Regions from separate parts of the Mus musculus genome. Here regions 1, 2, 3 and 5 are each linked to region 4. The links are chromatin contacts, called in public HiCAR-type, HiChIP or PLAC-seq and promoter capture Hi-C maps. All regions are on one chromosome and are shown on one strand. The core of a region is the stretch at or near the end of the contact, and the rest is flanking DNA. Distances in the headings are between cores, read along the strand shown.

What was found. Promoter capture Hi-C pulls out the DNA fragments that hold promoters and counts their contacts. HiCAR-type assays count read pairs that join an accessible place to other places. HiChIP or PLAC-seq counts read pairs in DNA pulled down with a chosen protein or histone mark.
Region 1: a contact with region 4 is called in a promoter capture Hi-C map of maxillary cranial neural crest. The contact joins the promoter of Mrps16 here to the promoter of Nid2 in region 4. A contact is called at or near these places in 2 of 39 promoter capture datasets (maxillary cranial neural crest and stem cell-derived epiblast-like cells) and 3 of 115 datasets of contacts at active chromatin or transcription factors (embryonic stem cells, extraembryonic endoderm stem cells and stem cell-derived neural progenitor cells).
Region 2: a HiCAR-type map of astrocytes shows a contact between it and region 4, with 5 times the contacts expected there. The contact joins the promoter of Nudt13 here to the promoter of Nid2 in region 4. A contact is called at or near these places in 11 of 39 promoter capture datasets (the 3T3-L1 cell line, 3T3-L1-derived adipocytes, cranial neural crest and 7 more) and 6 of 115 datasets of contacts at active chromatin or transcription factors (astrocytes, embryonic forebrain, embryonic stem cells and 2 more).
Region 3: a contact with region 4 is called in an H3K27ac HiChIP or PLAC-seq map of epiblast stem cells, with 5 times the contacts expected there. The contact joins the promoter of Sec24c here to the promoter of Nid2 in region 4. A contact is called at or near these places in 1 of 39 promoter capture datasets (cranial neural crest) and 3 of 115 datasets of contacts at active chromatin or transcription factors (epiblast stem cells, extraembryonic endoderm stem cells and microglia).
Region 5: a contact with region 4 is called in an H3K27ac HiChIP or PLAC-seq map of embryonic stem cells, with 2.5 times the contacts expected there. The contact joins the promoter of Fam149b here to the promoter of Nid2 in region 4. A contact is called at or near these places in 6 of 39 promoter capture datasets (cranial neural crest, embryonic stem cells, frontonasal cranial neural crest and 2 more), 1 of 115 datasets of contacts at active chromatin or transcription factors (embryonic stem cells) and 1 of 9 other capture datasets (adipose tissue).

The regions. Positions count from the first base shown.
Region 1 is chr14:20,390,654-20,395,670 of GRCm38.p6, forward strand. It overlaps Mrps16 (mitochondrial ribosomal protein S16), which reads right to left and starts at 2,981. Exons shown (of 3, transcript NM_025440.3): 1 at 2,828-2,981; 2 at 1,240-1,500; 3 at 569-807. The coding sequence starts at 2,840. The coding sequence ends at 674. It overlaps Cfap70 (cilia and flagella associated protein 70), which reads right to left. Exons shown (of 29, transcript NM_029698.1): 27 at 4,261-4,362; 28 at 3,980-4,027; 29 at 3,537-3,748. The coding sequence ends at 3,668.
Region 2 is chr14:20,293,207-20,297,935 of GRCm38.p6, forward strand. It overlaps Nudt13 (nudix (nucleoside diphosphate linked moiety X)-type motif 13), which reads left to right and starts at 1,484. Exons shown (of 9, transcript NM_026341.3): 1 at 1,484-1,586.
Region 3 is chr14:20,671,598-20,676,078 of GRCm38.p6, forward strand. Sec24c (Sec24 related gene family, member C (S. cerevisiae)) reads left to right here and starts at 2,724. Exons shown (of 23, transcript NM_172596.2): 1 at 2,724-2,791; 2 at 4,361-4,481. The coding sequence starts at 4,389.
Region 4 is chr14:19,749,364-19,754,017 of GRCm38.p6, forward strand. It overlaps Nid2 (nidogen 2), which reads left to right and starts at 1,894. Exons shown (of 21, transcript NM_008695.2): 1 at 1,894-2,202; 2 at 2,878-3,186. The coding sequence starts at 1,975.
Region 5 is chr14:20,345,371-20,349,849 of GRCm38.p6, forward strand. Fam149b (family with sequence similarity 149, member B) reads left to right here and starts at 2,792. Exons shown (of 14, transcript NM_001024512.2): 1 at 2,792-3,024. The coding sequence starts at 2,978. Ecd (ecdysoneless cell cycle regulator) reads right to left here and starts at 2,751. Exons shown (of 14, transcript NM_027475.3): 1 at 2,424-2,751; 2 at 1,241-1,451. The coding sequence starts at 1,445.

The DNA.
Region 1 (5,017 bases), core at 1,731-4,230, 640 kb after region 4:
GGAGAAACCAATCTCAGAAAAGAAAAACAAACAAAAGAAAACAATAAAAAAAAAAAAAAAGGTAAGGCTATTAAAGCCCCAACTTTTCCATCAGAGTCTTTGTATACATGAGCTCATGTGTCAAGGAAACAGACAATACACAAGGCGATTGTCTTCTTCACCTTTGGGATGATCCAAGTGGTTAAGGAAGCATTTGGGCCATGCATAGAAGCCCTCCCTGTAATCCTAGCACTCAGAGGACACTACAAGTTCAAGGTCAGGCTGGTGTATAGATTACATAAAACAAGCTCCACACCAGCCAGGGTTGCAGAGAAAAACCCTGTCTTAAAGAAAACATTTGAATGAGCCAAGAACACTCGGCTGAGGACTCTGAAGCAGGAACGTACTGGATACCAGCAAACTGTAAAGCTGCCCGTGTGACCAGGGCCTAACCCAAAGCCCAAACCTCCCTGTACCCCCTGCATGCCACAAGGTAAGGTAGGAAAGCCAAGCAGGTATCTACATCCAGCTCTAACATCAGACAAAAGAAACCTCTGTCTGACTCCTGCTCAGGCTATGCCAGAGGACCGTGACTTAGAAAACTCCATTTATTGATCCTTAAAACCCAACACAAAACTTTATGCACAAGTTTCACAGGCCCTTGACTTTGCGGCCACGGCAGTGTTCACTGAAGTCAGCTTGCTTCTGTCTCTTTGGCCTCTGACTCTGCTTTCTGAGACGCTAAGAGGACCTCTCGTGCTCTCCTCCTCCGTAGTCTCTCAGCATTGGTGATCATCATTGGATGAAGGGGGAAAAAGCCAGACAGACCTAAAAGCAACAGGATTCTCATTATAATGTAGCTCACATGTAGTTTCCCAAGAGTCTGCTTCCCAGAACTGAAACCCAACACCTGACCAACAGCATAGGCAAGAAATAGGCTCCTGGCTTGCTAAGCTCACTGTCTACTTCCTAACACCGTTCTCCTCACTAATAAACAAACAAACAAACAAACAAACTGACAGGCAGGTATCCACGACACAGTTGTCCCATTTTTTTTGCACAAAATCCCAGTCACTTGGAGTGTTCTAAAGGAGACCATAAAGGGGGTCTCCAGATTAAAAAACGGCAGTTACACTACTTCACCCTCCACTCCTGTCCAGAGCAGCTTGGATGGAATAGAAACCATTCTTCTTTTCCATCCTCACAGAGTTGACCACAGTATAACATCTGTTAAATTATCTAAGCTCAGGGCTGGTTTACCTAGAAGTTTCTCCATAGGCTTAGAGAGGTGAGCCCCACAGCCAATCCAATGCCGGATACGGTCCAGGTTGAGGGCAACTAGTTTTTCTCCGTGACTGTTGGGTAGTGGATCATAGGAGCCCAACTGCTCCACAAATCGGCCATCCCTGGGGCACTTGTTGTGAGCAGCCACAATGCGGTAAAAAGGCCGGTTGGTGCAGCCACCCAAAGCAAGGCGTATGGTTAGGTGGCCTCCGTGGTAGGCTTTGCAGAAAATGGTTGCTGTAGAGAAATAGTTCGTTAGGGTGCAAAAATGTTTAGTAGACTCAAAATATAAGGTAATATAAGGTAAAGGCACAATTCCTCCTTCTACTGCAATGTTCTCACTTCCAATCTATGCCCTGCCCCATCCAGCTTAGATACAATCGTGTGGGTGAAACTCCTCCTTAACCCCTCCAGACCAGACATACCTCCTTTTTTCCAAATCCACATAACACAGTCCTGCCGAGGTTGGGGTCCACTTTACCCTTGGAGACTCCATCTTGTAAATAGTCTCCACTTTGTACTAAGATAAATTCTAAGAAACAGCTGAATTCCCAGAAATGGCTTCTGGCCCCAGGCGCCCCATATGAACTTAGGCCACAATATCTCACCCTATGCCTTGTTGGTTAGCAACTAGTCCGGACTGAAACCAACCAGCCACTATATAGGCTCTGACTGGCTGGCCTCAATCCAGGCCAAGTTAAGAAGCCAACTGAGACCCTATAGGTGGAACAACAATATGAACTAACCAGTACCCAGGAGCTCTTGTCTCTAGCTGCATATGTATCAAAAGATGGCCTAGTCGGCCATCACTGGAAAGAGAGGCCCATTGGACTTGCAAACTTTATATGCCCCAGTACAGGGGTACGCCAGGGCCAAAAAGGGGGAGTGGGTGGGTAGGGGAGTGGGGGGTGGGTATGGGGGACTTTTGGGATAGCATAATGTAAATGAGGAAAATACCTAATAAAAAGTTTAAAAAAAAAAAAAAGCCAACTGAGGTACTTGACCGGTAGTAACCCACTTAAAATGACAGGTATGGAAAACCATGCATGTGGTCCCTAGCCCATCCAATTTGTGGTTTTTATGTTTTAAAAGGTTGTCCTGTCTTGCCCCACGCTGTCACGTTTTGGACCCCGAACCCAGCCGTCTCCCCGAAATATTAGCTTTTAAAATAAGCTTGCTGGTTTAAACTTGGTTTTCATATTGGATTATTTCCAAATTCTCGGACCCTAACACCATTTACTAAGCCATGACCTTGTCTTACCCTTAGGTGCCTCATCTGTAAAACGATTTCTACGATGTGTGGTAAAAAACTGAGACAGGCTGGGCGCGGTGGCGCACGCCTCTAATCACAGGGCCTTTGGGAGGCAGAGGCAAAGGTCTGTCTAGGAAGGAGTTCGAAGCCAGCCCGTCTTTACGCTGCGAGTTCCAGGCCAGCCAGAGCTACCCAGTGAGACCACTGCTAAAAGCGAGACGGACTGAGACGAAGCTCCGCTGGAAGGCGATGTGGCCGCGCCTAGCCCGGGTCGCCGCAGCCCACGCCCGCCCGGAAGCCCCGCGCACTCACTGAGCTGGACCATGGTGCCTGGGCGAGCGGCTCTCCAGCTGTCCCGCTGCACAGCCCCGCGGCACAGAGCCTGAAGCCCGGAAGAGCGCCCCCAAGCGGCCGGCGGGCACACGACGCGACGTCCGCACCACTCCAGAGCCGGAAAGCCCTCTGCGGAAGCCTCCGGCCGATCGGCCCGCCCCTTCCGCTTTCTCTTCCAATGCGCACGGGAGGGCAACCGAGCGCCGGGAGTGCCACAGGGCGCCGGTGACTGATCCTTGACTGCTACGGAAGAGGCGTGTCTGTAGGCGTGGGCTGCTGGCGGTCTTCAGCTGAGTGCCTGCGGCGTGCGGGAGACTTTCCTGTCCGCGGCGGTGCTGAGTTCCTTGCAGGCCGTTCCATCCTGCGACGGTTCCCCCGCCTCCGGAATATCCTCTGTTCTCTTACCCACTGTCAACTGTGTGTGACACAGCACAGTTGTATTCTGGTCCCACCTTTGAAGATGTTGCCTTAATTTCCAAGCCCCAGTAACATTGGTCCAGAACTTTGGCAATTGTGCACCTCCAGGGAATCTTACCAACAAGGTGATCAGATAAACTTTAAAAAGTAATTCTAATAGTCACACCATTATGCCAGATATCTACCCACAAATAGTGGCTATTAATTAGCTACATGTACATAAGAGCATATAAAATATAATGTGCTATACATACGACTCCAGAAACATGATAAATTTTGAGTTTGGGGTTTATATTTTTTTAATGTGAACTAAAGGGGTGGGGATGGGCAGGCTTCATCTGGTGACAGTTTGGAAAGGAAACGTGCTTGGGGCTCCATATTAAATATCCACTTGTAAGGCTGTCAGAAAGATGGATTTCCAAAACCAACCATTTCCTGTACAGTGTGGATTTCTTCAAGTAGAGCCTGGTCTTTCAGTTTCAGCTGCAGAAACAAGGCAGGGAAGAAGTTATGTCCAACACACCAGGTGACTTTGAAGACCCCTAATTTAAGAGGCTCCAGATTTGTGGGGACGGGATGGGCCTCTCCTGTATTCTCGACACCATGGAAGCTCTCAAAGAATTGGAATGTATTGGATCTTGGGTGGGAATTCATCAGGCACTGAGCGCTCTCATGGTCTGTACACTCTCAGAATGGCAATCAGCTGTCGCATACCTTTATTGTGTACTTATAAGCCTGCTCTGCTTCCAGTTGTCGTCCAACCTGAAAGAAGCAATTAACATCTTTCCTAGTAAAATGTGAATCGGAGGTTACTGACCACATCCATCTCAAGGAGGAACCGCCCAGAACATTCTCCTTGTCATCAGTAGAGACAAATCTGGAACTCTTCCAACTTCAGTTGCTGTGTGCTAACAGCCAGCTTACCTTTCTTTCTTAGTTGGGCCTTCACCTGACCCCTGAGAGGGCCTTGTGAAGGGACAATAAGAAACACTCACTTTCAGGCAGACCAGAGCCAGATAGGCCCACACTTCGGCGTTGCAGTTATTCAACGCGTTGGCTTCAGACAGAGCATCCTCAGCTTCCGTGAGCTCCTCCAGCTTGGCAGAGAGAGAGTTAGGAGATACAGTCCAAATTGGTTTCCACTTAAGCATAGTAGAGTTGTTAGAATTCCTTCTAGGCTCCACCCCACGGTTACCTGGCAATTGCCAGGTATGCCTAGTTTACTATGAAAGGAGCTCCTCTCTTTGCTCTCTCTCTCTCTCTCAATGATTCTGGCCTTCCCTCTTCTCCTCTTCTTCCCTCCCCGCCCCCCCCCCTTTCTCTGTCTCTACTACTTTCTCAACTCCCTTACACATGCCCTAAATAAACTCTATTCTATACTGTATCTGTTGTGTGGCTGGTCCCTCAGGGGGAAGGGGTGCCTCAGCATGGGCCCACAGAGGCAACCTCTCCCACCTCACTATACCACACCTCTACCAAAACATATCCTGGCCTCTTTTCTACTTCATAAAACACAACTAGAGTCAGCTTAGATGAATCTGCTATTCAACCAATAGATGTCCACGACCTATACCAGTGCTACTCAAAAAAAAAACAAAAACAAAAACAAAAAAAAACCTTCAAAATTCACCAGTGTTTCTGAATTCATATGTAGCATATACTTTATATGTCCTACATAATTATGTAACTATTAAAAAACATTATTTGTGGATGGATATATGGTAGGTATATATCTTTCCTCTCATTTTTTGT
Region 2 (4,729 bases), core at 234-2,733, 540 kb after region 4:
GTTTTGTCTGTGTATACTGTGTACCACATTTGAGCAATGCCCACAGAGGCCAGAAGAGGACCTCAGATCCCTTGGAACTAGAGTTCCAGAAGGTTGTAAGCTGTTATATTGAAGCTGGGACTCAAATCCAGGTCCTCTAGAAGAACAATCAGGACTCTAAACCATTCTGCCATTTCTCCAGCCCCAGTCCTAACCTTTCTTTACACCCGCCAGGCACATCTCCACCCCAGGGCCTTTGCACGAGCTTATTTTACTCTGTCTACAAGTCTCTCCCCACAAATCCTAACTTGGCTGTTCCTGTCAGCTCTGTCAAGCTCTTTATTCCAGTGTTGCCTTAACAATGAGGCTATCCATCCTACGTAAAATAGCAAAACCGCTCCTCCTCTTACCATGCTTTAACTTCTGCCCCAGCACTTACAACCGTGTGTACAGTTATTTATTTTGTTTTCTCCCATAGAATTTTGTTTACATTAAGATGCATTTTTTATGTATCCTGTACTTTTAATATTTTGTCTCATTAATTATATTTTGAAGAGCTAGGGAAATGGCTTAGTGGTTAATAGCACTGGCTTCTCACAGAAGCAAGCAACTCCCATAGTAAGAAAGAAAGCAGCCCCAAGTAGCTTTACTGGAGATTCGTCTTAGATGGTGATTGATCCTACTGATTGACCAAGGTAAGAGTTTTACCTAAAGCGTCTATATACCTAAGCACAGTCCCTCGTTTATTTAAAGCAAGGTATCAGTATGCACCCCTGATAACCTGAGTCTACTGTGTACACTGGGCTGACCTCAAATTCAGAGGGCTCTGCCTCTGTCTCCTGGGATTAAAGGCAGGCCTGGAACTCCTTTTTTTGTTTTTGTTTTTGTTTTTCGAGACAGGGTTTCTCTGTATAGCCCTGGCTGTCCTGGAACTCACTCTGTAGACCAGGCTGGCCTTGAACTCTGAAATCCACCTGCCTCTGCCTCCCAAGTGCTGGGATTAAAGGCATGCACCACCACGCCCGGCTAAGCCCGGAACTCCTAACCTTAAAAAAAGATTTTTTTTTCATGTTCATATGTACATGGCACATGTGTGTCCATGGGTGCACATTAAAGTATGTGGGTGTAGAGGGTAAAGTTGACATGGAATGTCTTCCTCCATGGCTTTCCCCTTTGTTCATTGAGGCAGGGTCTCCCACTGAACCTGGGGCTCACCAATTCAGCTAAGCAGCATCTAGCCCAGAAGATCTGGAAACTGTTAAAGCTATTTGTTTGTGGTGGGTTTCACTATATGCTTTATAAGGTTAACTTTGCAACCCAAGGTTACAAGCTCCCGGCCTAAAAGTTGAACTACAATTCCCAGAGTGCATCGGTAATCTCTCTGAGACTGCTGGGAAGTGTGTCAGATTTCCACTTACCCAACCACCCCTACGTGCGCTGTAGCGATGAAACTACATTTCCCAGAGTGCATCTTTAAGGAGGATTCTGGGAGGTGTGGCAAAGCGTCAATCCCACTGGGAAGGGAAAAGAGAAACCATTTGAACTTGAACATTTGGAGTTTCCAGGGGCGTGCAGACCATTGGGGCATAGAAGGCATCTCGAAAAGAGTGAGTACAGGAAACGAAACCTGTTCTAAGTGCAACTAGGATGTAGTAAGGAGCCATAATCAAAACTTGCCAGACGCTCTCGGTTACAGAGTTTGACAGTTTTAACTTAAACCTTTCAAATCTCGAGAAACCGGACGTTTTTGTACCCAACATTGAGTACCTCTAAATATTTTCTGAAATATTTTTGAAGAGCTATTTAAAATGGAAGTTTCCAATATTTCACCTTTTCTCTTAATTTTTTAAATGGTGGCGGGATCTTTTAGAAATAAACCATAAAGCTTTTTATATAAACCAGGGCACAGAGACCGTGAAGTCTGCAACACGGCTGCTCATCAGCTTCCAGCATTCCCAGCCATCGAAGTCCACAGTGGAGTGGCTGCTCCCTGGGCACCTGTGAAGATTCAGGAGGAACCCACGGTCACGCTTTATGCCTTTCAAGTCATTCCATCTGGAAAGATGAACAGAATGAGAAATGTGTGTGTGTGTGCCATAGAAGTTGTTAGTTCATACGTTCAAATGCCTTGGCATTTATTAGTTTTGAGTAAAAACAACGTTACCTTTCATCTCATCGATAATTCTTTGTATACACACACACCAGGAGCGTCAAGTGTGGGGATGCTGTTTGACATATTGTCCAGTCGTCAGGCCATGATAATCGACAGTTGGCTAAAATTAATTTGGTATCAAATATTGGACAAGAAACCAGGTAGCTGTATGGCCATACAAGAGCAGTGAGTAGTTACAGCTCGATTCCCAGGACCCATTAACCTCACCAGAGGAATTCCAGTAGCCTAAATTTCCAGTAGCGTGAAAATAACCTCTTTTAGCCGTTAGTCCTGGAAACTACTGGTTTTGTTATACATTATTGTATTTATATATACATATATATGTGTGTGTATGTATGTATATGCATGTGCTTTAAAATTTAAAGATAGCCTATAATCCTTCCTGCTGAAGCAAAAGAGTCGCTATGAGTCTGAGGCCAGCCTGGGTTACAGAGTGATACTTTGTCTCAAAAATAAATAAATAAATGAAATTTAAAATCAGTAAAAATAAATAAGTAAATTTTAGTCAGGGCTGGAAAAGTGGCTCAGCAGATAAAGTGCTTGCTGAGTTTGAGTCCCCAGGACCCATGTAAAGTGGGGTGCAATAGTGCACATCTGTGACTCTCTGGAAGCTCACAGGCTAACCAGCCTAGTATACACAGTGATGAATGACAGAAATATCATGGCTCAAAATAAGGTGGAGGGTGAGGACCAACACCTGAGGGTGTCCTCTGACCTGTACACTTATCCTGTGGCATGTGTGTGCCTGCAGTATCTCTCTCTCTCACAGTCACATGCATATGCATCATGCACATGCAGTCACATACTTAGGCACCAAACACATATGCATCACACACACACACACATACACACACAATTGTAAGTGTACAAATGAACAGTTTAATTGCATGTGCCCCTGTCAACCTTCATCGCCATCTCTTTCTCCTAAACTAGCCACTGTCTATAGTCTGTGTACTTCTGAAAAATACAAAAGCCTAATTATAATCTCAGCATTCAATAGGCAGTAGCAGGAGGATGGGGTTCAAGGCCAGCTTGGGTTATATGACACCTTCTCAAAACCAGAAAACAAACAAACCCAAGTAACTCCAGATAAGTGAAGTGTTGTACACTTGTAATTTCAGCACTCTAGAGTCAGAGGCAGGAGATTGCCATGGTTCAAGGCCAGCCTAGCCCACTTAAGCAAAGATCTAACCTCAAAATAACAAAACAAAACAAAAATTAATTTATGTACCCCAGAATGTTTATCTGTTCTCTTAATTATACATAAATTAGGTAATGGTGACCAATCAAATATTACTTGTCTTTCCACCTGTCTAGCTGAATATATAATTGGCAAATAAACCCAGGTATGGTGCTGGGTATGTGTGTTTATCTCAGCATGTAGGGGTCTGATATAGGAGGATTGCCTCTAGCTCAAGGCCAGCCTAGACTACATTGTGAGTTCTAGGCCAGACTCATCTTAGAAAGCAACAATAATAACAGTAAATTGATAAAAAAAATATATATATATAGTATACAGTATAATATTTTATATTTGTATATCTTATTAAGTAAATCAAGCTAATATATCTATTACCTTATATATTTGTAGTTGTTCGTTGCGATAAGCACGTTTAAGGTCTCTTAGTTTTCAAGTGTATATGGTCACCATCAGTACTGCAGATCTACAGAACTTACATATCCTGTCCAAGTGGAACTGTGTGCCCTTTGACCAGCTTCTCCCCATTGCCTTATGGGCATTTCTCATTTAATAATATGTTATGAATACTCTTTCCTGCTACTACACAGATCATTCTAAATTTAAAAGCTATTTATTATTCTGTTTAATCATAATTGGGGGGGTTGCTAAAAATTAAACCTTGAGCCCCATGCATGTTAGGCAAGTTGTCTACATCCTATAGCTGAGCCACATCCTCGAGCTACACCCCCATCCCCACTAAACATTTTTTTTTTTTTTTTTTTGGTTTTTCGAGACAGGGTTTCTCTGTGTAGCCCTGGCTGTCCTGGAACTCACTTTGTAGACCAGGCTGGCCTCGAACTCAGTAATCCACCTGCCTCTGCCTCCTGGTGCTGGGATTAAAGGCATGTGCCACTATGCCCGGCACCCCACTAAACATTTTGTTATTGTTCTATGAGTGTGATGCCTGTGCCTGCAGATGCAAGCGTGCCGTGCCATAGCATGCACATGGAGGCCGGTGGACAACTTCGGGGAGTCAGCTCTGTCCTTCCACCATGGGTTCCAAGAACCAAACTCAGGTCATCAGGTTTGCACAGTGAGTGCTTATAGTGGCTCAGCCACCTTGCTGGCTCCCGTTCTCATGATTTTTTAAAAATTTATTAATTTCATGTGTATCAATGTATGTCTGTGTACCACATGTGCGTCTGATGCCTGCAGAGGCCAGAAGCGAGCACTGAGTCCTATGGGACTATAGTTCCTGGTTCTGAGCTGCCACCTAGGTGTGGGAACAGAATAGGTCCTCTGGAAGAGCAGCCAGTGCCTTCAAATGCTGAGTCACCTCTAGCCCCTATCATTTTTTAATTAACATTCTTAAATTTATCCTCCCTAGGATAAATTCT
Region 3 (4,481 bases), core at 1,474-3,973, 920 kb after region 4:
GAGTGCTGGGATCAAAGGCGTGTGCCACCACGCCCAGCTCCTAGCCAGTGCTCTTAACTGCAGACCTATCTCTCCAGCCCCACACCCACAACACTTTGACAGCTATGGGTTCACCTAAAATCACACACACACACACACACACACACACCTAAAATAACACACACACACACACACACACACACACACACACACACACACAACCCCTCATTACTGGTCTACACCTACTAGGTAGTAACTGAACAATCACCAGGCAAGCACCCTATACTGGCCTCCATCTACACCTACAGTTTTTTCTCTTTATTTATTTACCTTTTTGAGACAAGCTCTCACTACACAGCCCAAGCTAAACTTGAACTTTGTTTTTAAAGATAGGGTCTGGGGCTGGAGAGATGGCTCAGAGATTAAGAGCACTGACTGCTCTTCCAAAGATCCTGAGTTCAATTCCCAGCAACCACATGGTAACTCACAATCATCAGTAATGGGATCTGATGCCCTCTTCTGGTGTGTCTGAAGATGGCTACAGTGTACTCATACATAAAATAAATAAATCTAAAAAAAAAAAAAAAAGACAGGGTCTTATATAGCCTAATCTGGCCTTGAACTTGTGATAAACAAGGTGTGCCTGAGGTTCTGATCTTCCTGTCTCTGCCTCCATTCTAAGTGCAAAGTTGAGTTATAGGAAAATTTAAAATGCAATTTATAGCCTCCATCTTTAAGCTGTGAATCTTAGCTCTTATTAGGAGTGCATAACTTTAAGCAAGACAGATTATATCTGCCTCCTTATGGTGTGATGAAATATGAATGGGATAAATCATGTGAAATGCTAAGGTGAGGGAGGGCTCAAGCTCGGGCAGCTCAAGTGCTCAACAAATGTTATCTGCATTTGGCAAATTCTTAAACTGACAACTGTTAGTCAGCAAGAGAATCAACCAGGAGGGAGTCATTTGTCAAGCTTGGTGTAATGGAGTACTGTTTGCTGAGCCCCGTCCCCAAAACTGAACTACATGTAGGTGAATTAGAGCACATTTCTAGTCAGCTTTGGTAGCATATGCTTTTAATCGCAGCTCGCTGGGGGCAGAAGCAGAAGGATCTCTGTGAATTGGAGACCGGCTGGATCCACACAATGAATTCAGGAGGGTTATACAGTGAGACCTCCTATGAGAGAGAGAGAGAGAGAGAGAGAGAGAGAGAGAGAGTCATAAGAGTGGATAAAAGTGGTGGTGGTAATGTACCCTTTAATCCCAGCACTTGCGAGGCAGAGGCAGGTGAATTTCTGAGTTCAAGATCAACCTGGTCTACAGAGTGAGTTCCAGGACAGCCAGGGCTACACAGAGAAAACCTGTCTCTGAAAAAAAAAAAAAAATCCCAAATAAATAGGAAAGATATTAATTTACATTTCTAACAAGTCTCAGCTGATACTGATACTAGGATCCACGGACAGTATTTTAAAAGTGGATAGAAACAGGGCTGGTGACAAAGAACACTGGCTGCTTTTCCAGGTGACTTGGGTTTGATTTCCAGCATCCATGTATCTTACAAGATTTGTTAACTCCAGTTCCAGGGGATCCAGTGCCCTCTTCTGGCCTCTGCAGGTACTGTAGTCACAAAGTGCACAGATACACATTCAGGCAAAACACCCATACATAAGACATTTTAAAACAAGCTAGACAGAAACAACTGACTGGTTAGTAACTGACATGCAAACTTAAATGCCCATTTTTCTCTAAGCATGCATTACTGTGTAACTACCATTACGTAGGAAAAAACCCCACAAAACAGTTTGCCTACTCTATTCATGAACCTAAGTTGGCCCAAAGAAGTGCTTAAAGCATAACAGCACAGAAAGAATTCCAATGCATGCAACGGAGAGGTTGGAAGCATAAAAAGTGGGAGTTCACGGTGATCATGGGTTATATATCCAGTTTCAGGATAGTCTGCCTATAAATTGAGATCCAGTCTCAAAAAACTGATTAGAGGATAAAAGAGCAATAATCATTTATTAGTTAACATTGTTCTCTGAAGAGTCTTATGATTACTGAAAGAATTGTAGCTCTTTTAACAGAGAGCAGGGAGGTCTTTATATTCTGGTAGAGTTACCTCTATTAAAAAAAGGGCAAGGCATAAAATGGTAACTAATCTTTATTGAATAAACATTATACTGAACAATCTTAGGAAACGTCTCTAAATTCATCCCAATTCACTGTTCGACACGAATTCTTTTCATTAAAGAAGTAAACCGGGGCAGAAGTTGTCCAAACATTGAACTAATCGGCCCAAAGTCGAGGGTTAGAACCCACCCTACCACTACCACGTGTGGCTCAAAGGTCAGGGTGAGCTCTACCGTAGGGACGCAAATCAACGGGGTGAAAGGTTAACAGGAAGTGGATACAAGACTAGCTGTCCTTAAAGTCAACACACGACGAAGGGAGCGTTACTAAAAATAATCTGACCTAGTTTTCTCAATACCCTCTCAGCTGGTAAAGCCATAAAAAAAGTCTGGAAAATGTGGAAAAATCTGGAAAGGAAAGAAAAAAAAAAAAAAAAAAAAAAGCATGAAACTCAGCAATACTTTACAGACTGCGTCCATGACGGGATACACCACATACGCATGCGCAACATCCGGGTTTCCGGAAGCGTGCCTAAGGCCGACGTGGCAGAAGGAGTGGCCTAGCCCTAGAGCATGGGGCGGAACTTCCGGGGACGGCACGCCAGCCCCCCCCCCCTCGGAACCGGAAGTTGAGCCTGGGAGCCTTGACGTTAGGAACGAAGTCGAACCTGGATCTGGAGCCGGGTGAGGAGTGGCATCGCGAGGTTGCGTGGTGGGGAGGAATGCTGAGGAGAGGCCAGGGTATTTTTGGCCTGATCGCTGTCCGGTTTTAGAGGAAAGGGAGGAGCCTGGAGGCGGGGCCTAGAAAGAGACCCTCACCTCTCGCATCTGTGGCCGGCGATCGGTCTTAGGTCCCCGGACCCCTCCCTTCACCTCCTGGCCCAGGTTCCGGCTCGCTTCGCCCTCCCAGCATGTTGAAGGGCATTAGAGGATTGGTCTTTACTGCTTAGTGAACCGGCCCTCTTCGTGGCCCTAGAGGCTGGCTTGGCTTCCGGATCTCGATCTCTGGAGCGCTCAAGCCTCCGCATCTCGGGTACTTTCAGAGTTCTAGGAAGCTTGCCCCGCCCCTTTCGGTTGTCACCCTCGGCTATCCCCCTAGAATGGAGTCAAGATTGGAGTTTGACTCTGAGCTTATTCGGTCCCTCAGCCTCCTTCAGGAAATTAAAGGGAGAGGGACGTTTCCCAGGCTTGATGTTGGTGGCATGTGCAACGTTTAGCGTTTGGAAGGACTGTTCTAAAATGGCTTTGACTTTACAGAGTTTTCAGTCCGGCAGCGGTTTAGCTTCTGGGCTCTCCTAGCAAAGAGAAACCTATTGTTCTACTGCAGCACCTGAAAGGAGGTCTCACTCTTCCTGGGCCTCTTCTGCCTGTATAATAACTAGAAGGATGTTTAGATCTCCAGTCCCCTTGTTGGAATGACCCCTGAAAAGGACCTCCAACTCATCCTTCTGTTCCTGGGCAAGATTGCAATAGTTTGATAGCGACCTATCAAACAAACCTTAGAACAGAAACAATTACAGGCATGCTCTTGGATGTAGAATACCCATAGTCCTCTGCTTGAGACATGAGATGAATGACCTTTGCCATGGAATATTGCTACTTTTTTTTTATCTTAAATGTTTCATTTGTGAGGTTAATACATTCTGTTCATGGAAAGACTGGGGTCAGAGTAACATTTGGATTATTGTAGGTCAGACAAAGAATACTGTTTCTCCCAAATAGCTACTTTACAGTTTTTCTTTGTGTGTGTGTGTGTGTGTGTGTGTGTGTGTGTGTGTGTGTGTTTGAACAAAACCTAGTACATTTGAAGTTATTCTGTTTTGGGGGATGAATGGATGACTTGGTGGTAGATACAATGAATGGAAAGTGGAAACATTGCTTTATTTACCTGTAACATCATGGTAGTTATCAGGCAGAGGACTCTGTGTGACTGCCTGGACACTGAAAGTCATACCACTGGAGAATGGCTGCTGCTGTTCTGTTCCATTAAGTCTGTCTGAAGTTGAAATTTATACCTTCTTGGCAGTGACACAACATGGGGTTCACAGTAACAAAACCCTTGCTTTGAAGAAAGTGACTGCATACTGGCGGGGCAGGAAGTTTCTGAGATCCTGTAGTAGTGTGGGAATAGTTCAACTGATCACAGCCTGATAAGGTCAATCCCTTTTCATCTCTTCCTTCCTTCCCTGAATAGTTGCTCCCTCCGTAGAAAGTTTGTTTTGACTGATTTCGTTCTTTTCCTTCATTCAATAGGTGAGATCAAATCGGGGATGCTCTCATAATGAATGTCAACCAGTCAGCTCCACCTGTTCCACCATATGGGCAGAACCAGCCCATCTACCCAGGGTATCATCAGTCGAGTTATGGTGGGCAA
Region 4 (4,654 bases), core at 644-3,143:
TGCTTGTCTATTACATCCAGCAACTCCTCTCAAATCAAATGTCTTAAGACAACAGATATTTAGTAATTCTCGGGGTAATTAATTCTTAATCAAGAATCTGTTGTGGCTTAACTGAGTGAGGCCTTCGCTTCAAGGGTCTATCATATGGCTGCAACCAAAGTCAGCCAGGGCTGTGGTGCTATCTCAAGACTCCACTAGCTCACCTACATGACTCTTAGCAGAATCTGGTTCCTTACTGGCTGGTGACCAGAGGCTGTCTGGAGTTCTTTACTCTGCATTGCTCTCCAAATGCAGTAGATGGCTTCCTCAGAACCAGTGGAGAGATGGTGTTGGCTGGCACGACAGAAAAGCCACTGAAGTGAATTCTCATCACTATGGCCCCCATTCTGTTGGTGAGAATACACAGGCTAGCCCACCTTCCTGGGAGGCTGGGTGATTTTACAAGGGAGGAAACACTAGGAAATCAGGCTGTGGGGATTCCGTCTTGGAATTTGGTTTGCCACTAATTTGTAGGACAGACCTCCAGTCAAAGTTAGCTGCTATTGTTATGCTGAATGGAGGAGATGTGCCGAGCCTGAGGAAGAATCCATGAAGGATGGAAGAGGTGACCTTGAACAAGTCAAATAATCTCACATCTTTGAGACACCATTTTGTCCTCAGCAAAATGTAAATATTTGGTCCCAAGAGGAAAAATGAGAAAAAAAAAATGTGCAAACTTGAGTTTGTTTTGTGTAAGAGCAAACATACCCCTCTCCAGCTAGAGGGAGCAAACTGCTGTGGGCCTTTTTTGTTGTGTTGATTCAGAGTCTTTCAGTCTGGTGTCTTCAAGAAGTTTTAGTATTTGGCCCCATGGGTCTTTAAGAATTACATAGCTGGATAAACACAAAGAGAAAGCTCTGTTTGAGAGTCCTATATCTTTAAGTTTTTTTTTAAACTACCTTTGCTTCTAAGGAGCCTGTGGGGGATGGGCCAAGCCGAGAGAAAACGGACTGTACGTGGGAAATTTCACCCTCCTGATAATAAAATAGTAATAAAATCTCATCCGGCTCCCAGAGGGGATGTTTATGATGGAGGGGGTTCCCCAACACCGGCACAGCTGCTTTCCAGGTTGTAAGGTTTCCCATCCTGCAGGGCAGCTCGGGTTACCGACTCTGTGGCCTCCCGCTAGGGCAGTTCCTAAACTCCCAGGCTTTGGGAGAAACACTCAGTGGTTCCGCCCCGGCGCCTGGCCGCCTCACTCCAGGCTCCAACTCAAGGGGGTCACACAAAGTAGGATTCACCGTCTGCTGAAGGGTGGTTTCCCCCAGGGAAGGCAAACAGCTGGGGAGGACATTTCAGAGGGTGGCAGTGTCCTTACAAAGGTTAGCCAGCGCTTGGGGATAGAATTTAGGAGTCAGCCTTTCACAAAGGCATGCTTCTCAGCAGGAAATTTGGGTGGGGCGGAGCAGCCCCCGGATGGAGACAAAGCTCCTTTGATTCTTTATCCGAGGGCCAGGCCTCTAGCGAGAGGGGTACCCCGGACCCTAGGGCAGGGCGCGAACTCCAGTGTGTTCATTACCCTCCCTCGCTCTGCCAACCCAGTGCGCACAGTCGCTCCTGCCCAGAGCTGCACGCGCGCCGAGGGTCCTGCCAGCCCTTGAGGTCACCTCCTGCAGCGTCGTAGCCTACACTGGAGAGTTGGGGGTAGCCCAGGAGTAGTTGGGACAGCCTAGACCAGACCGGGCCAACGGCCTCACCTTCCAGCCCGGCCACTCCAGCAAACTACAGCAGTCTTAGAAAACCTAATGAGAACCACATGTAGTGGCCGCTGGCGAACTTTCTCAGAGTCGCTGATTGGTCAGTGGCCGAGAGCTGTAGCCAATCAGCGCGCTGGGCGGGCCCGTATTGCGGACCAGAGGTCCAAGTTGGAGTCTGGCGGGCAGTGTGGCCCGCAGAGACTTGCGGAGTGGAGGGCAGAGCCAGGGAGGAGTGAGCATGTTTCGGGACCCGACAGCCGGGTGGCTAACACCGCCATCACCGCTATCGCTGCTGGTGATGCTGTTGCTGCTGTCGCGAGTCGGGGCTCTGCGTCCCGACGAGCTCTTTCCTTACGGGGAGTCGTGGGGAGACCAGCTGCTGCCGGAGGGCGACGACGAAAGCTCAGCAGCTGTGAAGCTGGCAATACCCCTGCGTTTCTACGATGCCCAGTTCAGCAGCCTCTACGTAAGTTCAGCTCCCGGAGGTGCGCGGTTGGGTGTGGGACTCTTAGCTTCTTCCCAGGGAGTGGAACAACCTCCATGTTTAACTGTCGTCCCCTCTGGGGACCAGGCTTAGCAGCGGCGCTGCAACTTCTTGATCCTTACTGTGGAGGAATAAGGATCGTTTCAAGGGCGAGCTGGAACCGTGCCCCTCTACTTTGACATTCTAGGCAGGAAGATGAAGTTAAGGCTGCGAGTGGGGTTTGCGTTTAGGGCGGTGGGGGGGGGGGGACTGTGCACGCCGGCAGAGCTATCTTAAGGGCGAGCAATACTGGAGAAAGATGGACCGGTTCGAGAGCAGCCGCACCTGTGGGTCGCAGTGCACTGGAGGGTGAGATAGGAGCTTGCTACCCTGGATGTGGCTCAACCTTGATTGGAGTAGAAATATTTTCTACAATAGGTGGACGGTAGGTGCGTACGACTGGAGCACGGTGGCTGCCCTTGGGCTTGAGCGACCACCACTATTTTGACCTTTTAAAAATATTAAAAATGTTGGGGATTCACGTGCCACCTCGTGTGTATGAAGATCAGAGAACTGGCTTTTTCTTCCACCTTGTGTCCTAGAACTCAAGTCGTCGGGTTTGACGGCAAGGTGCCCTTACCTGCTGAACTGTCTCACCGCCCCTTGGTCTTATTGTAGGTGGGCACCAACGGCATCATCTCCACCCAGGACTTCCCCAGGGAGACTCAATATGTAGATGATGATTTTCCTACTGACTTCCCAGCCATCGCCCCTTTCCTGGCTGACATCGACACTAGTCACAGCAGGGGCCGGATCCTGTACCGCGAGGACACCTCCGGAGCTGTGCTGAGCCTGGCTGCCCGCTACGTGCGCACTGGCTTCCCGCTGTCGGGGTCCAGCTTCACCCCCACCCACGCCTTCCTGGCCACCTGGGAGCACGTGGGCGCCTACGAGGAGGTCAGTCGCGGGGCTGCGCCGTCAGGAGAGGTAAGTGAGGGATACCCTGCAGCTGAATAAATTAAAGGGACGGCCTGAATTTTGTGTTGGATCTAAGGCTTTGACTAGGAGTTTCTTCCCTTGATCAGGCGTTGAACTGGATGAAACCAGTGCTTAGGCAGCTTGTGAGTGAAGTCTATTTATTGTCTCTGGGGGCATTCTAAGGCTCTCCTAAGTGGCTAAGTCGGCTTAGTGAAATGAGGGACTAAGGCTCAGATACCAAGAACCACCTATAAGTACACAAATATTTCTAATGATAGGTTCATTGAAGGGAAAAAATGGAAAATTGAGGAAGTTTTCAAAAGGAACAACCTCTTATTTTCCTACCACTGTTAATTAATTAATTAATTAATTAATTTTTTTGGTATGAGTTGGGCGTGGCAGCACATGCATTTAATTCCAGCAGAGGCAAGCAGATCTCTGTGAGTTCGAGGCCAGCCTGGTCTACAAAGTGAGTTCCAGGACAGTGAGAATCCACAGAGAAACCGTGTCTGGACAAACCAAAAGTAACCCATATTTTGTATGTACATTCCCAGCTATTGCTTTAGCATATTCTTGCCATTAGCAATGGTGGGTTCACAGTGCCCATAATACTGTTTCACTTGCTTCTTCTGCTGGATTGTATACTCTTGAAAGTGTGATTCTGTAACATTGAAACAGCTGTATCAGACCTCCCCCAGTGAACTTATGACCCTTCCTAGGGATCATTAAGGTTGCTCCCGTGTTTTTATTATAATCAGTACTATACAACACTTTTCAAGGTTTTTATTTTATTCATATGTGTGTCTCTCTCTGCTGGTGTTGGTAGGGCTAGAAGAGGGCTTAGATTCCCTGCAGTTAGAGTTGTTACTTACAGGCAGTTGTGAGTGGCTTGACTGAGTGTGGCTTGACTGATTGCATACAGGGATTTGAGCTAGCATACTGACAGGACTACATGTGCTCTTAGCTGTGGAGCCACCTCTCTAGCACCTCTCTAAAGCCAACACTGTCTTAGCTGACATCCCAGGAAAGTAGAGAAGGATGCCACACACTTCTTAGCAAGCTCCTTGTAGCTTTCCCCCACATTGCCTTTGTAACAGTTTGCATACTTCTGTCTGCAGGAGACTGTTTTGCAGTTTAGCTAGAGAAAGCACCAAAAACTCTGCTCCTAGCTTTGGTCTTAGCAACATGTGAAGTGGGCAATGGTTGGTCAGGGTAGCTTGCCTCATTCCTGGTGTAGGTAGAGACAGAGTCCTCTTGTGAAATTCCACCTGGGTGTATAATGGCATAGGAGCAAAACCATGTTTGCTTTAACTCCTAGTGTTTCTTGACTACAGAAGTGATATCATCCCTAAGAGGTTTAAAGCTTGCCCATTGTCCCTGTCACACGGACAATGGTTGTGATTGTTCCATGTTCTTAAAGGAAAAGACATGTTTTCTTAAAGTCTGCACTAGCAGAGATCTAGAAATAAACATTATT
Region 5 (4,479 bases), core at 1,542-4,041, 600 kb after region 4:
CAGAGTACGATTTTCATTTGCATTATATATCAGACTTCAACTGAAACCTCCCCCGCAGCCACAGGAAGCGAGTGGCACAGTCTAATCTGTGCTGTACCAAGGCACCTGCCAATGGTGTGTGGAGCTCAGGGAAGTTCAGAAGCTGGAGTCTCCCACACTGAGACCAAGCCCCTAGTATCTGGAGGTGCTGACACTAGGTCTTCCTGCTCTGTCCCTCACGGCACATAGCAAAGCAAGGACTGTAAATTTGAAATACTAATCATCTTGGGTAACATTCAGCAATGCCATCACATAGTGGAAAATTCAGGGTAAGCCTGGCTTTCTAAAAGATAATAGGTTGTTTTTGTTTGGAAACTGACTCTCACTCTGTGACCCGGGCTGGCCTCAAACTGGTGATTCTCCTGCCTTAGGCCGGAGTGCTAAGATGACAGGTGTGTGCCACCATACCTGTCTAATGGGCTCGTTTTATATGTGGCACATTAATTTGCTCATCTCCCTGTCAATAAACATTGCCTGTATCTAGAAAATAAAATTAGGGTTGGGGAAGTAGCTCAGTGGCAGACCAGTTGCTTAGCAACGCACAAGGCCCCAGGTTCAATGCCCAGTGGTGGAAAAAAGTTCAGTGACAGTAATACCACAGGAGAAACCGAGCGGCTGCTAGCCAAATCTAACACATTAGCACTGAAGTGTGAACAGGAATGGCGGGATCCAAAGATCCAAGGCTCCCGATCCTCAACAGTCACTCTGAGTCACTGAGTAAATACAGCCTGGCTGCACTCATTCATTTTCATAACGTTAGAAGACATGACAGAACAGATGACTGTATTTTGCTAGAGTTGGACGTAAGCACTGGTGACAGCAGTAAAGGACACCGGAAATGCTTCTGGGTGGCAACGGACAGTAACAAAACCCATTTAGTTGTTTTTATTGGCCAGACAAAGTCACTCTTGGATTCTCAGGAAAACAGCTACATGAAACAAAGCAACCTCCCACAGGCATCATGGAGATAAGTCCTGCGCAGAGAAAAAGAACTGTGACTAAGTCCCAAGCCTGGGCCTTCGCAGCACCAGCACTCACACTTAGGCACAGTGAGAGAGTCCATACCACAGCCACAGTCCCCGCATCCCTAGCCATAAAGATATTCTATAGAGTTAAAGTTAGGGGCTTGGCTATATGTGGGCAGACGTCAGTGGCTTTTAAGGTTATGGAACAAGTCTCTCAGAAGGAAGGCTTACTTTACCTTTTGCAGGCTTGTATTTGAGATTGAAAGGCTGATTCTGCCAGATATAAGGGACCAGTATGGGTGCGAACTGGGTCATTATCCGTTCAATGTACTTCTGAAGAATCTCTCTGTGCTCTTCTGTGCCTCTGGCTTTATCTGGTATCAGGAAGAGATGGTACTCCACAGCATCCTCTACCATTGCGAGCTTTCCACTGCCCTCCATTCTTCTCTAAAAATGGCCATCAAAGTTCAAGGGACATAAGCCACACAAAAGGAGAAATAACAGCATTCTCAGAATTCTTCTAGGTGACTACATTATTTCCCCCAAATTTGATACACACCTACCATCATGGTTCCGGCCTTTACCAGACACCACTTGATTTATCCTCTGAATAACAGACTTAAAACTATCTTCCTTAAAATTAAATTATGTGAACTGGAAACCTTGATATTATGGAGTAAATGAAAGTCCAACAACTCACTTCCCAAACCAAAGAAGTATGTGAGGATAAAAGTTAAAAATAGCTAGGTGTGCCTATGGTCTCAGCTGAGAGATCAAGGCAAAAGGATCACCTGGGTCCAGGATTTTGAGGCTAGGCTAGGTAACATAAGACGATCCTTTCTCACAAATAAATAAATGTTTGCCCTTCAGTCGGCAGCAGTGTGTGTAACACAGTTTGAAAACATTCCATTACTATCCATTATTCTCTCACACCTTCCAACCGTGCTTCAGTCGGTGGCATACTTTGGGCACTTTACTTTCTTGAGCTTTCTACTTAGTCGTGAAATGAAAGTGTTAGTCTGCCGTCTCTAAAACACCTTCCTTTAAAATTGTGTTACTAGGTGCGTTAAAAAGCAATGCCCCTTGCTCTACAGGGCTTCTATAGAAGATTTAAAAGTGCCAACACTTGCGTGTCGGAGTTTCGTCCCAAAATAATTGGTCATGGTTCCGGATGCCCACCTAACGCAGCAATTTAATTCCTAAGCTTACTTGGCTTTGCAATGAACCAATAAGGAACCTGCACCTTCTATGCAACTACCCACTCACCACTGTAAATTAGAATCGTGCTGCCTCTCACCCTGGCGGATCAAGGAAAAACTCTACCCACCCTCACCCTAAATCCAAGCAGGGCTCTTTATGTAGAATTTACAGAGTCAGAATTGGACTTGAGATCATGGGAATTAATGAAAAATGACATACCCGAGAGTACAGAAGAGGAGCCACCAGGAGCACTGTCCTGGCGCGGTATAGTGCTCCTTCACCAAACTAGACGCTCTTCTTCCACCTGACAAAAGTAAAGCGATCCCTTTCAATAGCTCTCTCGTGCGCCTCTGCTCTGGCACCTTTCCTTGGCTGCCTCTTCCAGCAGGACACTTGGTCAGAGGCGACCACCAACCGCCCAATCCCGGCCCATGCTGGGTCCTCGCGTTCGCTTGGGCCCTGATCCACGCCTGAACGCCTGCAAGTCGTGAGGCTCGGAACCCTGAGTATAGTCTCTAGTGCGCATCGGAGCCAATTTCCGAAAGACGCTGTACCTTCGTCACTTCCGCTCATGAGAGGAAGGAGGCAGGTCGGAAGACTATAGAGTGGGAACTCTGGGAGGTGGCGGTCCGGAATCTAAGCGACGGGGCGAGACGGGGCGAGACGGGGCCGGTAGGTGGCAGGAGGGGGCCGGGCCGGAGCCGGCGGGAGGGCCAGGCCCCGAGGCCCCCGCCCTGGCTTGCCCGCCCTGGCCGCAGAGGAGAAAAAGGAGGATGATCTCCAGATACACTCGGAAGGCCGTGCCGCAGAGCGTGGAGCTGTGAGTGGATTGCTCTGCTCGCCCAGCTTGGGCCGCCGGAGCTCAAGGGACCTTATAAGGCCCGTCCTCTCCTTTCCCGTCCCAGACATAGGGAGGGAAAATACTATCCCGGATTCTCACCTCCCAGCCCTGGTGGAAGCTGCCTTTTGTCTTTGGGTCACCAGCTTAGGGTGTGCCTTTGGGACTGTTAGGTCCTGAATTGAGGGAGTGCTGCATCCGTTGTTCCCACAGTGCTTTTGACCCCACTGAAGATAATAGCTTAAATGCTACAATAACGTTGAACGTGTCTAGTTCAGAACACCATGCAAAGCTGTTTGCTTGAATGCAATAGCGAAATCAGGTTGAGACCAACTTTGCACATCCTACAAATAAAGATCACAGGTCTAAAGGTTGTATCTAGAAGGTGGTGCAGCTCAGACGTACAAACCAAGGGTCAATCCGATTGTAAAGCCTGTTGTCAAGCAATTCACACATTGCCGTCACACCCCCTGCAAATAATGCTAAAAAGCAAGCACTTTGGTAGTTTAAAAACCTGCTTTGTACCCTTAGTAAAGTGTAACATAGAGCCTTATATCTACTGACTGGTACTTTGCAATTTCAAAAGAACCTGCAGTTTCTTGGTCCTTTCAGCAGTTCTGAAAGATTGCTGTAACTAGCTTCTGTTGCTCAGATAAAATTAGAAAGCTTCCACATCTGAACCCAATAGGGCCTGAACGTTTAAACCAAGTCCCATTGGTCCTCCTCATTGAAGTAAGCAATTTCAACAGCCATACACTTATTATGCATTCCAATAACATTCATTTAAAGTCACACCTGAGATTTTTAGATGGATACTTTTCTTGCCACTTAGCTTTTAGGAAATTTAACTAGATCTGGGCCTTCCTGTCTATGTATACAACTAAGATGTACAAGTATACCTAAAATGATGACGTAGGGCTGGTACATAATAGATCCTCAATAAGTGATAGCACTACTTTCTTCTTCCCGCCTTTACTTGGTAAAAGAGCCATACAAAGAAGAGAACCTCTCCTTGCTTTTCAGAAGCATGTTATCTATTAAGGAATATGTTATTTGCACAACAGCAAATCAGATAATAAGCTCCTTAGGGAATAAAACTAAGAAATAATCATTTCCCCAAAGTGAGAAGGATTTAACTTAAAATCTGCTTTTAATTTTTAAAATTCCATTTAGTGTATCATGCACATGCGCGTGCACCATAGCACACATTTGTTTTTTTGATTTTTTTTTTTTTTTTTTTTTTTTTGGTTTTTTGAGACAGGGTTTCTCTGCGCAGTCCTGGCTGTCCTGGAACTCACTCTTTAGACCATGCTGGTCTTGAACTCAGAAATCCACCTGCCTCTGCCTCCCAAGTGCTGGGATTACAGGTGTGCGCCACCACTGCCCGGCCCATAGCACACATTTGGAGGTTAGTAGACAGCTTCCAAGAGTCACTCA